2 separate regions of the Zea mays genome follow, and region 1 is linked to region 2. The links are chromatin contacts, called in public Hi-C maps. All regions are on one chromosome and are shown on one strand. Each heading gives the region's core, a stretch centred on a gene start, on an enhancer-like site or on the middle of the called end of the contact. The rest is flanking DNA. Distances are from core to core; before and after follow the strand shown.

Evidence for each region. A called contact is a pair of places that touch in the nucleus more often than the background predicts.
Region 1: a contact with region 2 is called in a Hi-C map of bundle sheath, with 2.6 times the contacts expected there. The contact joins the promoter of LOC107521953 here to the promoter of LOC732777 in region 2. A contact is called at or near these places in 2 of 25 Hi-C or Micro-C datasets (bundle sheath and tassel).

The regions. Positions count from the first base shown.
Region 1 is chr9:13,074,286-13,080,611 of Zm-B73-REFERENCE-NAM-5.0, reverse strand. LOC107521953 (Zinc finger nuclease2) reads left to right here and starts at 3,866. Exons shown (of 1, transcript NM_001321755.1): 1 at 3,866-5,221. The coding sequence starts at 3,984. The coding sequence ends at 4,979.
Region 2 is chr9:12,900,518-12,906,538 of Zm-B73-REFERENCE-NAM-5.0, reverse strand. LOC732777 (bHLH transcription factor PTF1) reads right to left here and starts at 1,573. Exons shown (of 8, transcript NM_001112397.1): 1 at 837-1,573; 2 at 630-722; 3 at 438-533; 4 at 169-327; 5 at 1-42. The coding sequence starts at 1,496.

The DNA of each region.
Region 1 (6,326 bases), core at 2,617-5,116, 170 kb before region 2:
TCTTTGGGTAGTGTGAAATCTAGAATAAAATATGGATATACCTAGATATCTGATTAAAGAAGTTGATACACTAAAATATTTATTCCTATTGATTAGGAAAGATACAAAGAGTGCTCTTAATTAGCTACTTATTGTTTGGATACAGTAGCTAAAAGGTAGATGTATTGATGGTTTTATCTATTATAGTCCCATTTTTTCTATTTTCTATTGGCAGCACACAACGGCAATGGTTGGTAAGAGGATAAAAGTATCCTTTTCAATCTATATGTTCTTATTAGGTTGGTTGGATAGCTAGTGAGATTGTTGTTAGATAAGTATCTACCTAATAATTATCAAACCTATTAGTTAGATACATTTGGATGCACCTAGCTAAATTTTTAGTAGCCAACTATTAGTTGGATGAATCTAAACATGGCCTTAAACAGAGTGTTTTTTCTGTGCTTACCTTGTATGTAGACACCAAAGGACCTTAAGCATTTATACACCTGTTTTCAAGCCAGACAATGGTTTTTTTATCATTTTTTGACCTTATGACTTTACCCATGTGTTTCAAAATGAATGGAGACATTGCCCCAATTCTACGAAGTGTACCTCGCGGTGTCAACTTTTGAACAATTGGACAAGTTTGCCCATGCATTTTACCCCTATTTTGTTGTAATAGTTTTGTTCCGCCCCTATTTTAGGCCAATAGTTTGGCAATCTTGGTACAAAATTACACGATCCAATCAATGCAAAACTCAACAATTTTTAGAAAAGACTGCCAACATTTCAGCTAACAACACATACAAACACAAAATTAATTTGACACAACTAATTAATACCACACAATGAATTAGCAACAACACACTCAACATATCCAGTCGGTGTGCTAAATGTTTGTATTCTGGTTCCTAAGTCCTAGTATTTTGTTTTTTGCTGCTGTTGTTTACAATATTATAGGTAGGGGTCATATAGACCCTTGATATATTGTAGGGTTATATAGATTTCTAAAAATAACACATCAATAAAATCATCTTCAAAACTGTCTCAGAGGTTATTTAGACGGGTTCTAATAGTTTGAGGGGGGTACTTAGACGTTTTTTACAGGTGATGGGAGTAAAGCAGACAATCATCATCCATAGTTGAAGACAACTCAAACCTGACTGTAATAATCTATCCGTCTCGTATATTTCTTTACGGACGGGAACCAAATAAAGTAAGGCCTTGTTCGTTTGTGTCGGATTGGTGGGTCGGAACGATTCCGAGCCGGATTGCTTATATAATTTATATAAACTTTGATTAGCCGGAATAATTCCGGATGCAATCCGATGTAAACGAACAGGACCTAAGTATTCACTTAATTTGGTTCCATTTTTCGCGTTTACGTTTACACGGTGCAACATTATCAAACAGCACAAGTAGTAAAATGAATATGCGGTCACGAGTCCTTTCTCCTCGCTATTCCTCGTCACTAATTATCTGATTAATTGGTTATCTCGACAGTTGGAGACGTTTACAGCTCAGCCGACGCGCCAATGTCAACTCTTTTGAACCGTACCAAAACTGCGCACATGTGCAAAGTCCCAAGGGCCAAGGAGATTAAAATACACAGAAAGAAACAGTGCATGGGCCATTTAAGGCCTTGTTCGTTTGTGCCGGATTGGTGGGTCAAAACGATTTCTAACCGGATTGCTTCTCTAATTTATATAAACTTTTATTAGCTGCAACGATTCCGGGTACAATCCGACACTTCACGAATAAGGCCGAAGGGAGAGCTCAGAATAAACAAAATGGAATACTAGAGCTAGAGGACGCCACAAGCCCACAGCTCCGCGGGATATTTTATTGGATGGATTTGATGGATGAATTGCCAGTTCTCAAAGAATCAACAACAAACTTGGACAACTTGAGACTATTAATTCCTACGGGAAAGTCAAATATACGTTCTTAGCTGACAGGATTGTATTCAAATACGCTATTACTACTAGCAGTTGGCAGCCCCATTTGTACAAGCGTCGAAGCCACAATGGCGTGCATTCTAAACCTGTACCTGTACACTGAAAAAAATTAGAGTAAAATATATCGGCGGTCCTTAGACTTGGTGTATGTTATGTCATTTAAGTTTCCGACTTCAGAAAATGGGTTCTGAACTTGGATGATTCACGTAAAATCGTTCAAAACCGGTTTTGATAAAAACCCGATATAGCGAAAGTGGCGTGTTACGCTGGAGCCTCTCTCGCGTGTGTCGTGTGCCCTGGTACGCGGTCGCGGAGTCTTCAGACACGTTATGCTGTGTCACTTGGGTTTTAAAAACTTAGCATACTGTGTTACTTTGGTCCGGACCGAAGTTTCAGTCCAAACACGACACGGGTGGTTTTAAATGGGCCATGCCGATCGTGATACCGTGTCGGGCATCCCAGCGCCCTAAGCTAACATAGCTCGAGAATAGCTTGTTTTTTTTCTTCTTCTTTACAGCTCGTTTCTCTCTATTTATGTAACGGGAGCTTGGAAATGGGGGTTGGATCGCCCCCGACGGGCTTGTCCGCAAGCCGGGCCTTATTGGAGCAGAAAGGCCTGGGACGTGGGCCTAGCTTGTGTTTGTGTCGAAAGGCCGAATAAAGCCCATACGCATCAAAGTCAAAGCTTTGCGTCCGTTTTATCCCCGAGTCAACTGCGGTGCGAATAGGGTCAAGGCCACTAGGCCAGTACATCTTCAAAATCCATTGCACCTAAAAAGAAAAAGGTTATAGTTAAAACGGTGGAATTGCTAAGCTCTAACCGACGACCGAGAGCGTTCGCCGTGCTGCCAATGCCATGAGTTCCGGCACAGCGACCACGACCTTTCCTTTCTGCCCGAGATGCAGCGCAAAAGCCCCGGCATTCCGTCGCGGTGGCCGCCTGTGGGGAGAATCTGGCTGTGGAAAGAATCTGAGTATCATTACGATTACGTGTGTAGGAAGATAAAGTTGTTCATAGGGGTCAGGATCTAGAAAGTGACGGATTCCTACTATTACAACAACTCAACCAATTATGTGTTTATGTTGATTTTGGATGGTTTTTGCCCCCAACGAATTTTATAGAAGCTGGCTGAAAAGCTGAGCGTTTGGCAGTCCGCAGCAGCTTTTGGTGGCCAGAAGCTGCTAGAAGCTGAAACAAACAGGCCCTATATATCCGATTATTATTTCTCACCATATACGATATCCCTTTTAACAAACTAGTAGTCGAGTCGATCGTCCGTTGAAACAGAGCGAAGGACACGCTGGCAGCAGAGGAGGCTTGGCTATCGACGCACGCCCCCCGTCCGGCCAGCCACGCACACACGTCAAACGCGAGAGATTTCGCACGGGAAACGGAAATCTCGTAGACGGTAGACGCCCCGGTCGTCGACGACCGGCCGGCGGCAGGCCCGCCCCGTCCGTCGCCCAGCAACGACGGCTACGCCTTCCTCGCCCCGGCGCGGTGGCAGCCTTTCCGGTCTCTGCTGGCCGCGGCTCGGCGCGCCGCCAGTTGGATGCTTCTGCGAGGCCGCCGCCGAGGTTCGTGGCAGCCGAGTGGGAGTGCACGTTGAAGGCCCAGCACAGCAGAAGCGGGCGGCAGAGCAGTCAAAACAGACCGAGGCGACCCGCGACCGGGGCGTTGTCTCGTTCCGCGGATCCCAAAGCCCCGCAACCACTGGGTGACAAAGTCCGCCACGCATACCAGGATCCTCTGCGCTAGGGAGGCGGGGGGGGGGGGGGGGGGGGCATGGCATGCCGTGGCCCAGTCACCCCATGCCGCGCCGCAGAGGATCCCACCACGGCAAGCCGCCTTGGCCTCACCACGCACACCTTCAAATACAGAGTGTGTGCGTTCCTTCCTGCTCGTCGCTCCTCTCAGTCCCTCCCTTCCCGTGTCCCGTAGTCGTCTCCTCTCCGCTTCGCTCATCAGCTGCGCCTGCGGCGTCGTCAGCCAGCGGCAAGAAACAAAAGCGCCGCGATAAGTCCGTTCGTTGAAGGCAGGCAGCCATGATCCCTAGGACGTCCTCGGTCTCGGCGGCGGCGGCGCCCTCGCCGCCGGCGTGGCAAAGCGCCAGCAGCAGCGACGGCATGTTCCCGGCCCCGGGTAGCTCGGGGCAGCAGCAGCTGGCCATCAGCAACGGGGTGCTCCTCGCCGCCGTCATCTTCCTCTTCATGGTCGTCGTCTTCGTCTTCCTCCTCTACCTCTACGCCAAGCGCTACCTGGGCGCGAACCCGCTGCTGGCGCCGTCGTCGCCGTCCTCGCGGTTCCTCTTCGTTGCCGCGTCCCCGCTCCCGCAGCGCGGCCTGCCCGCCTCCGTCCTGCAATCCCTCCCCGTCACCGTCTACGGCTCCCCCGGCGGCAAGGACAAGGACGCGCTGGAGTGCGCGGTGTGCCTGTCCGAGGTGGGCGACGGCGAGAAGGTGCGGACGCTGCCCAAGTGCTCCCACGGGTTCCACGTGGAGTGCATCGACATGTGGTTCCATTCCCACGACACGTGCCCCCTCTGCCGCGCCCCCGTGGGCGACCTCGACGCGCTGCCGCGGGAGGAGCCCTCCGGCGCGCCGCTGGAGTTGCCCGTGTTCCCCACCAACGTCCTGTTCTGGGGCACCCACGACGAGGTCACCAACGCCGGGCTCGTCGCGCCGCCGCGCGCCGCCCCGTCGGCCAGCTCCTCGGCCTCCGGGCGCAGGAAGGAGAACCTGGTCATCGACATCCCGACGCGGGCCGTGGCCACGACCACGACCACGCCGCCGCCCGCCAACTCCCCGCTGCCGGCCAGCCGGATGCCCGGGAGCGCCGACGAGATGCGGTCCCCGGTGTCCGCCAGGCTGCGGTCGCTGCGCCGGCTGCTGAGCAGAGGAAAGCAGGCCATGGTCGGCACCTCCTCCTCCTACAGCCCGCGCGACATCGAACAGGGGCTCGCGGGGGGCGAGGCCGCCGCCGCCGCCACCGCCCGCCCGCCAAAGACTCCGAAGACGCCTCCGTCGGCGCACGCGCACTGATCCATCCAGATCCCCCCCATCCCGAGCTCTGCTCCGGGACGCATTTGGCCCGACTCGCCGATCGCCGGAGCGCGCGCAGCGCATGCGTTCATTCTTTCTTCTTCCCCCTTTTTTTTCTTTTACCTTTCATGATTCGAAAAAGGAGTTTTTTGGTTCGAAAATTCCTATGTAAACAGAGGAAAATATTGGTGTTGATTGGTTGCCGTTGGTGGTGGGGATGAATGGTGAATTTGTTCATATGTTAATCAGGAGTCTCTTTTCTTGAAATTTAGACTTCGTGTGCCTTCTCTGGTCAAGGATGTTTCCTTGCTATGAGGTGCATGTGTTCCACTTGAACACGTTCGGTTTCTTTAGGAGCCGCAGTAAAAAATGGGTCACTACTCACTTGTTGCTGTCAGTCACTAACTACCGTCTTCAGTCAGGACCGTGGTACTCCTAGTAGAAATGGTCAAACTGTACTTACCAACTCAAAAAAGGTGATTGCCTTGCCGACGGAAAGATAGATGAATGAAACGTGCCTAACAAAGTGGAAAAAAAACCGTAGGCTGGCCGGAGTGGCAAGTGTGCGGGGGACAAGGTCTACGCGTTTCCGGCAAAAGAGTTCGGTTCCAGCTGACGAAAACCTGTCCCCTGCACTTCAGGGCCCAGCACTCCTAATCCTGTTGCCGTCCTTGGTCCAGTCCCGTCACATCTCCGGTCGTCGTCGCTTGCCGATCAAACACGGCGGCGCGTGGAGGCTAGCCGGAGGCCTGAGACGGCGGCTCGCGGGCATGCGGAGTACGAGCTCTGGCCCCGCCCTCCCCCGTCCGTCTCGTCTCGTCTCCTCCCTTAAATTAAGCAGCAATTGACTTGAAACCGCATGCATGCAGTCACCGGTCGGTCAGTCAACCACGTGTGAGAGAGCCGAGATGCAGAGGCAATGCGCGGTGGAGTCGTCGTGGCGGCCAACGGGGTCGCACGACCAGGCCGGCCGCCTTGCCGTTGCCACGCGCGCGCTAGCTAGTGCGAAGTTTCTTGGGCGAAAGTCAGTCGGTCTCCGTCGCAGGGACAGGACAGGACAGGTCGTCGGATGAGCCTGCTGCCGGGGTTAAACTCAAGGTAGACGCACGACGGCCTTTGTTTAACGACGCTTCGATGTATGAGGGGCAGTTTGGGAGTTGTCTGCACGAAACCGGGGCGAGGAAACCGTGTCGAGTAGAGTGTCATGGCCTCACGTCAGACGAGCGAGCGAGCGAGCCGCCGCGGGCACTGCAGTTGCGTTGCAGCCGGTAGCGCAGCTGCGTGGCGTGCGTGCGTGCGTCACCCACCGCACCTCCTCACCTAACCCCGGGTGCTGTGAGTGTAAAC
Region 2 (6,021 bases), core at 324-2,823:
TTGTAGATTTTTCATCCTATCTGAAATTTTTTCTCTGCGAAGCTGCAACATATATGAAATTGTAGTCAAACTTATGATACATAATGCAAGCCAAACAAATAATTCAAAAATATTATGTAACTCTTCTGTTTGCACTGAGGTGGACTGATCACATAAAGAAAAACTCACTCGTTCAGCAATGCTATGAGGATCAGTTGCCTGTCCACGACGAGCCCTTACTCGTGGCTTCACACCAACACCATTTCCAACAGAATTTGGTTGGATTTGTACATCAGAAGGATGGCTAACAGGACCCTCACTTTTGTTTTCATTGATCCATGAAGGAATCTAAAACATTTGAAATAACAACCGCACGTCACGTACAATCTTGAAAGATAGCATAAAAGGAGCACAGTGACTGAGCAGAAATGCATTCTTTTTAGAGAGAACATAAAAACCTTTTGAGGGATCAGTGATCCGGGCATTGCAGCAACTGCAATTTGATTACGTGCAGTGAACGTAGGGATAGGAACGTTGCACACTGCATTTTGCTCCTGAAGCATAAAAGTTGAGTTACTGGTACAATTCAAACTAACAGTAAGATGCAATTCAGATATTCTCTTTAATGGCACTGTTTATATATGAATAACCTGCTTCTGAGTCTTGAAACCACTAGCAGCTACGTTTGTTTCCTGGACACTAGCAAATGAGGGGAGCCTACCACTGATAAACTCTTTGCTATCCTGTATTACAAAAGGAACCCAAAATTAATTTAATTGAATGAGATAAATGTGTAGCAGAGCAGCTTCCTATAAAGTTTTCTTGAAGGAAGAAGTTATCTCTGTAATGAGAATTACATGTAGTGATGCCAAGGCAGCACTGTCAAATACTGAGATATTCCCATTTGGATGTGTTGTTTTGTTCAAAACAGAATCACTTTGTGCCCCTTGAAAACTGAAAGCTTCTAGATTTACTGGTTCCATGAATGAAGAAGCATTTTGGAATGTGGAACACAAAGCTGAGGCTGAAGAAACAGCATTTAGATCAGCGAGAAAAGCAGAAACTTCACTTCCATTACTATCAATTGAACTAGATAAGGCATGAGGCAGTTCTGAAAGTCCAGGAGTATTCAACTGCGGATGAAAGGCCCCAGGTGTTGAATTGTGCTGAAGTACCCCTGGGGGCACTAAATTACTCGGTAGGCTGCTGTTATTCTGCAGTCGTTGAAGCTCCAGAAGATTCTCACAAAGCTTATCCCTAGATGGAGTCTCGCCAGGTAATAGATCAGTCTGCCTAGCGCCAGCATAGGTCAATTGGTCGTTTGGAAGCATAGTGGAATCCTGTTCATGCACACTGAATTTTAAATTGTGATCTGATCTGGCTGTCATGAAGTAGCTTGAAGGTGGCATGATTCCTTCTCCTCCATAGGATTCAACTGAACCATCAGCCAAACTGTAGCTCTCAGAAGCAGAATTGACAGGCCATGATGTGAAGTAGGAACCAGCTGAGAAGTCCATGTTAACCACAAGTAATAGTACTGGCAATCTCTGCCCAAAATGTTCTTTAAAAGATGGCTTCTACAAACTGAAAATATGCGCGGTTGGCAATATGGTGATGCCTTCATTGAGAAGAGAAAATTAATTAGTTAGTCATTAAAGAGAATGGTAGATGTCTAGAATGCTTCCATTTATAAAAAGGCAGGACATAATGATGCTTAAAGAACATCTGCCAATTCTTCATAAGATTTCATGCATGAACCAATAATGCAAAAGTATATAATCAAATAATCCTTGGGAGCATAAAGATCTTGAAGAAATGTATTTTTGGAACAGACGTTAATCACTTCAATAAGCAACATTAAAATACGCCCAACTAATTTGAACTCTCCCATGCTTACTGCATACAGTTGACAGGTTCCCCTCAGGCCCTCAGCAAACATCAATGTCATGTTCATGACTGTTAAGCATAGAAATCTTCTACGGATGGGGTCATGGGGCACTGATTTTGTCACTAGTCTGGATATTTCCCTGAGAAAGTGAAAGTTGGGATGGGCAATAGAATGAAGGACCACTCTATATTTAATGCCAAATAGATATACATAATAACTATTAGAAAAGAGTTGTAGAATGAGTTAATTACTGATAGCAGCAAAAATATAACAGCTTTAGACACAACACAGGTCACAGGCTTCCATCCTGAACCATTCCGTATTATAAACAAACATGCGGCAGTAAAAGCGTAATCGAAGTTCCAACAATCATGCCAAATAAATTATTCTTTTGTTATCACAATGCCAGGTGAACACAACTTCCCTTCTCTACTCTACAGCCATTCGACCTAATTTTGTTATCATATTCCATTTCTGACGTTAGAATATATATATACGACCCTATAGTTAAACCCACTGAATATTTTCCTCCCTGTGTGAAGCTAGAGGATGAATGCTACCATCAACTGCTCGCGTACTCATATGTCACACCAGTTAAGTTCTGGCCTAACCAGAAACGCAGAACTGACTTGTAAAACGCCAGCTATCATCTATCTCTGACACTACGTGAGCACTTAAAAGCCCCCCTGAATGTCATGTCCACCAAATGACTCATAACTAGAGGTCATCAACAACCGTCTGCATTTATGCCTTCTTCTGGCTAGTGCGAAACAGAGATACGGTCAGCCAAAAAAAAGAAAAAAAAAGATGTACGAACAAAAGCGGCCGATAGCCTAGCCGTCTCCTCGTTTCTCTATTAGCAAAATTGATCACACGACATCCCTTCTTTTCCCCTTTTTCCACTTCTCCGTCGAGGATTGAGCTGGTAAAAATCCAGGCAGACAAGAAGAGATGTGTACAACAAGATGAATCTTCTCCAACCGTACCCCCCGTCTTACGGAATCGTCGGAACAGATAGAAGAAACCCCGAACGAAACACTACGCCTGCATGATGCATCAATCAATCCCACCCACGCCAATCGATCGTCCGTCTCCATCTGGAGTTCTGGACCATCCCCATGGCGATAGGTACACGAAGCAGCGAATCGCGCTCGAAGGATCACGGGTTGCTGAAAGCTGGCCCCGTCGAAGGGGAGGAAACAGACTTGACGCTTACCAGTGAGGCCGGCGCCGCAGTGGACCTTCCGTTGCCGGGACTGGAGGAGGAGGAGGAGGAGGGAGAGCGCGTGTATGTGTCCGTGTATCGGTGTGTGTGTGTGTGTGTGTGTGTGTGGAGGTGACTCGGGTGAGACTATGAGCAGAGGAGAGGTCGAGGGGGGGAGAGGAGGCGGCGGTTTGGGGAGGGGGGAGGAGAAAAAGGAGTGGCCTTTGCGGTCTTTGCTCTTGGGCGAAAGACTGGAAGACGCGTTGGACTGGACTGCTGAATTCTCCGACGCTCGCTCGCTCAGCGCTAGCAGGAGACAGAGAGACAGCAGTTGGTGAACTGGTGTGCCTTTTTGTTTGTTTTTTTAGTACCATCCCTCTTTTCTGACTATTTCTGCACGCGTCCTTTTTTTCCGCCTTTTGGAGGCTGGAAATAGACGGCGGCCACCGGGTGGACGGAATGAGTGAAACAAACAAAAAGAACGCATTTTGGATCGACGCAGCCCTTTTTTTTTTTTTTGCCCCCGCTGTATCGTGTCGACGCCGATTCCGTGTGAGAGGATGGAATGTTCTGGCTTCCTGTTGTCACTGTCATGCAATTGCGGTAATTTTGTTTTGCGATTGGTAAGGGAAATCATGTTTTATTAAAAAATATGGGTTTGAGAACGAGCCTTTTGTGTGTGAGTGCTATTATGTGTTCCTTTTTCCTGAGATGGGCAGCTTCGGTCGGTGGAGGCCAGCTGCTCGATCAGCTCAGACTATGTTGGACTACGTCGTCACTAATTTTTTCTTTTTTTTTGTAATTCCTACCACGTCTCTGTGCAGAGACTAACGTCCCCTTCGACTCCGCAGTCAAACGAACAACTGAATTTTACTGCACTCCCGGTCCGAAGCGAAACCGGGAGGAGGGAGGAGTGCTGCTGGACCTGGAATAAAGGTCGGAAACCGAGGGGCTGGACTGCAACCAATAGCGAATCTAGCCGATAATATGATCGGGGTCATCAAGAGAATCTTTGCTATATCATATAAATTTTTATGAACTTTAACAGTATTTTACTAAAGGATTTATAAAATTTATCGGGGTCGGCTGACCCCGATAAACCCCCCTAGATTCGCCCCTGACTGTAACGCGACACCACGCCACACCCACACGCCCGGCCGGCCGAAGTCCAGTGCACAGGCTCCCTCTCGCCCCTGCCACGTCAGCCCTCGCCTCCACTCTCGCCCCTACTGCTCCAGTGCACGGGCTACAGCAGGCTACAGCCTCAGGCTATAGCCACGTCAGCTTTTCTATTTCAGAATTAAGTAATTTACACTAATTTATTTCAACGCTCAGAAAACACACACCATAATATTTTTTATTGAATTAAAAATTACAAAGTGCATAATAATTAAAACAAAATGACATGATAATTAAAATAAAATTACATAACTCTAATCGGACTCCAAACGGTCAAAAACGGCTAGTTGCAACGGCTAGCACACGTGGACCAATCAGATCGCGACACGTGGACCAATCAGATCGCGCCACGTCGCTCTCGTCCGCGCTCTCGCCCCGCCAGTGCCTCGCCTCCCTCTCGCCCAGACGGGCGCTCCAGCGCGGGCGAGAGCGAGACGATACCGCCCGCTCTCGCCGGACGCAAGCGCCATCGCCCGGCACCGGCCTCTCGCCCGCACTGCCGCCCGCACCGCCACCAGCCTAATCCTCATGGACCCCCACACCCAGCGGCCCAGCCCCTACGCGGCCTACCAGTACCAGAAAACAGCAGACAGGAGCCTTCCGCCAGACGTCACGTCATCGTCGTGGTAGGCGTTGGTACGCAGTCTATTGTTTCCGCTAATTAATCGGTATCTAATCCGCTGGACCCGGGAGAATTAGCACGAGTCGGTGCGCTGATTAAGCCTGGCCCTCGTCCCCGCACGTGTAAGGGGCGCCATTGGCGGCGCGCGAGCTGCCTGCCTGAAAAGACGGCGACGTGCGGGCGCGGGTTTGACCCGCGCCCGCGCGCACGGTTAGTTGTACGTAACCCACACTGACGCGCGGCGGGTAGTCTTGCGACTTGGCTCTGCTCCCGGACCCCGGATTAGTTTAAGGCCCGAGGGCGGGCGGGGTCATGCGGCGAGTGGCGGCCGGCAGGCAGGAGCGGAACGGGTGGTTCGTTGGGTTGGGTTTGGGTCATCATTCAGGTGGTTCCGGTCAGCTAATCCCGCGCGAATCGCGGTCGCAGCGCTTGCAAGCAAAGCATCCCTATAGCCTAGCCTAGCAATAGCAAGCAAAGCATCCACCCAGCACACACGGGAAGGGAGATATGCATCGGTCGGTCAGTGATGGCTGATGAGCGCGCGTTTGGTTTGCCTGATCCACTCTCGCGGTCGTTCAGGAAAAAAAAAACACGTACACGGCGGGGGGATATAATTCGCATGATGATGGATGGCCTAGCGCATTGCGTCGCTGCCCAAGCAAAAATTATACCAGCACAGGGTGCGGTGCGGCCTAGGGTAATGGATCACGATCTAAATGCATCTTCATAAAAGATTAGAGCACTTAAATAATGTTAGTTCAAAAACAAAGAAAAATTGAGTTTGATTCTAATCATATTCAATCTTTAAAGTTTGTAATATAAAATCTAGAGTCTATTACTGGCCGCTGCCGAGCTCCTGATACTTGAGCGCTACGCGAGCAGGTGTGTTTAAGTTAACACCTTTACACCGCCAAACAGCATGACTAGATAAGACCTTCCAAATAAAAAAATTATAGATTAAAAGATTAGTCTCTAACATTAGACTAAGGGTCTGTTTGGTTGGGCTGTGGCTGTGAAAAAAGTTGCTGTGGGCTGTGAGCTGTGGAAAAAGCTGCTGTAGTCTGTAATCTGTTAAAAAGCTAAAAATCATTTGGTGGAAACCACTAAAAGTCGTTAAAAATTCTTCGATATATGTTTTCACAGTTCTAT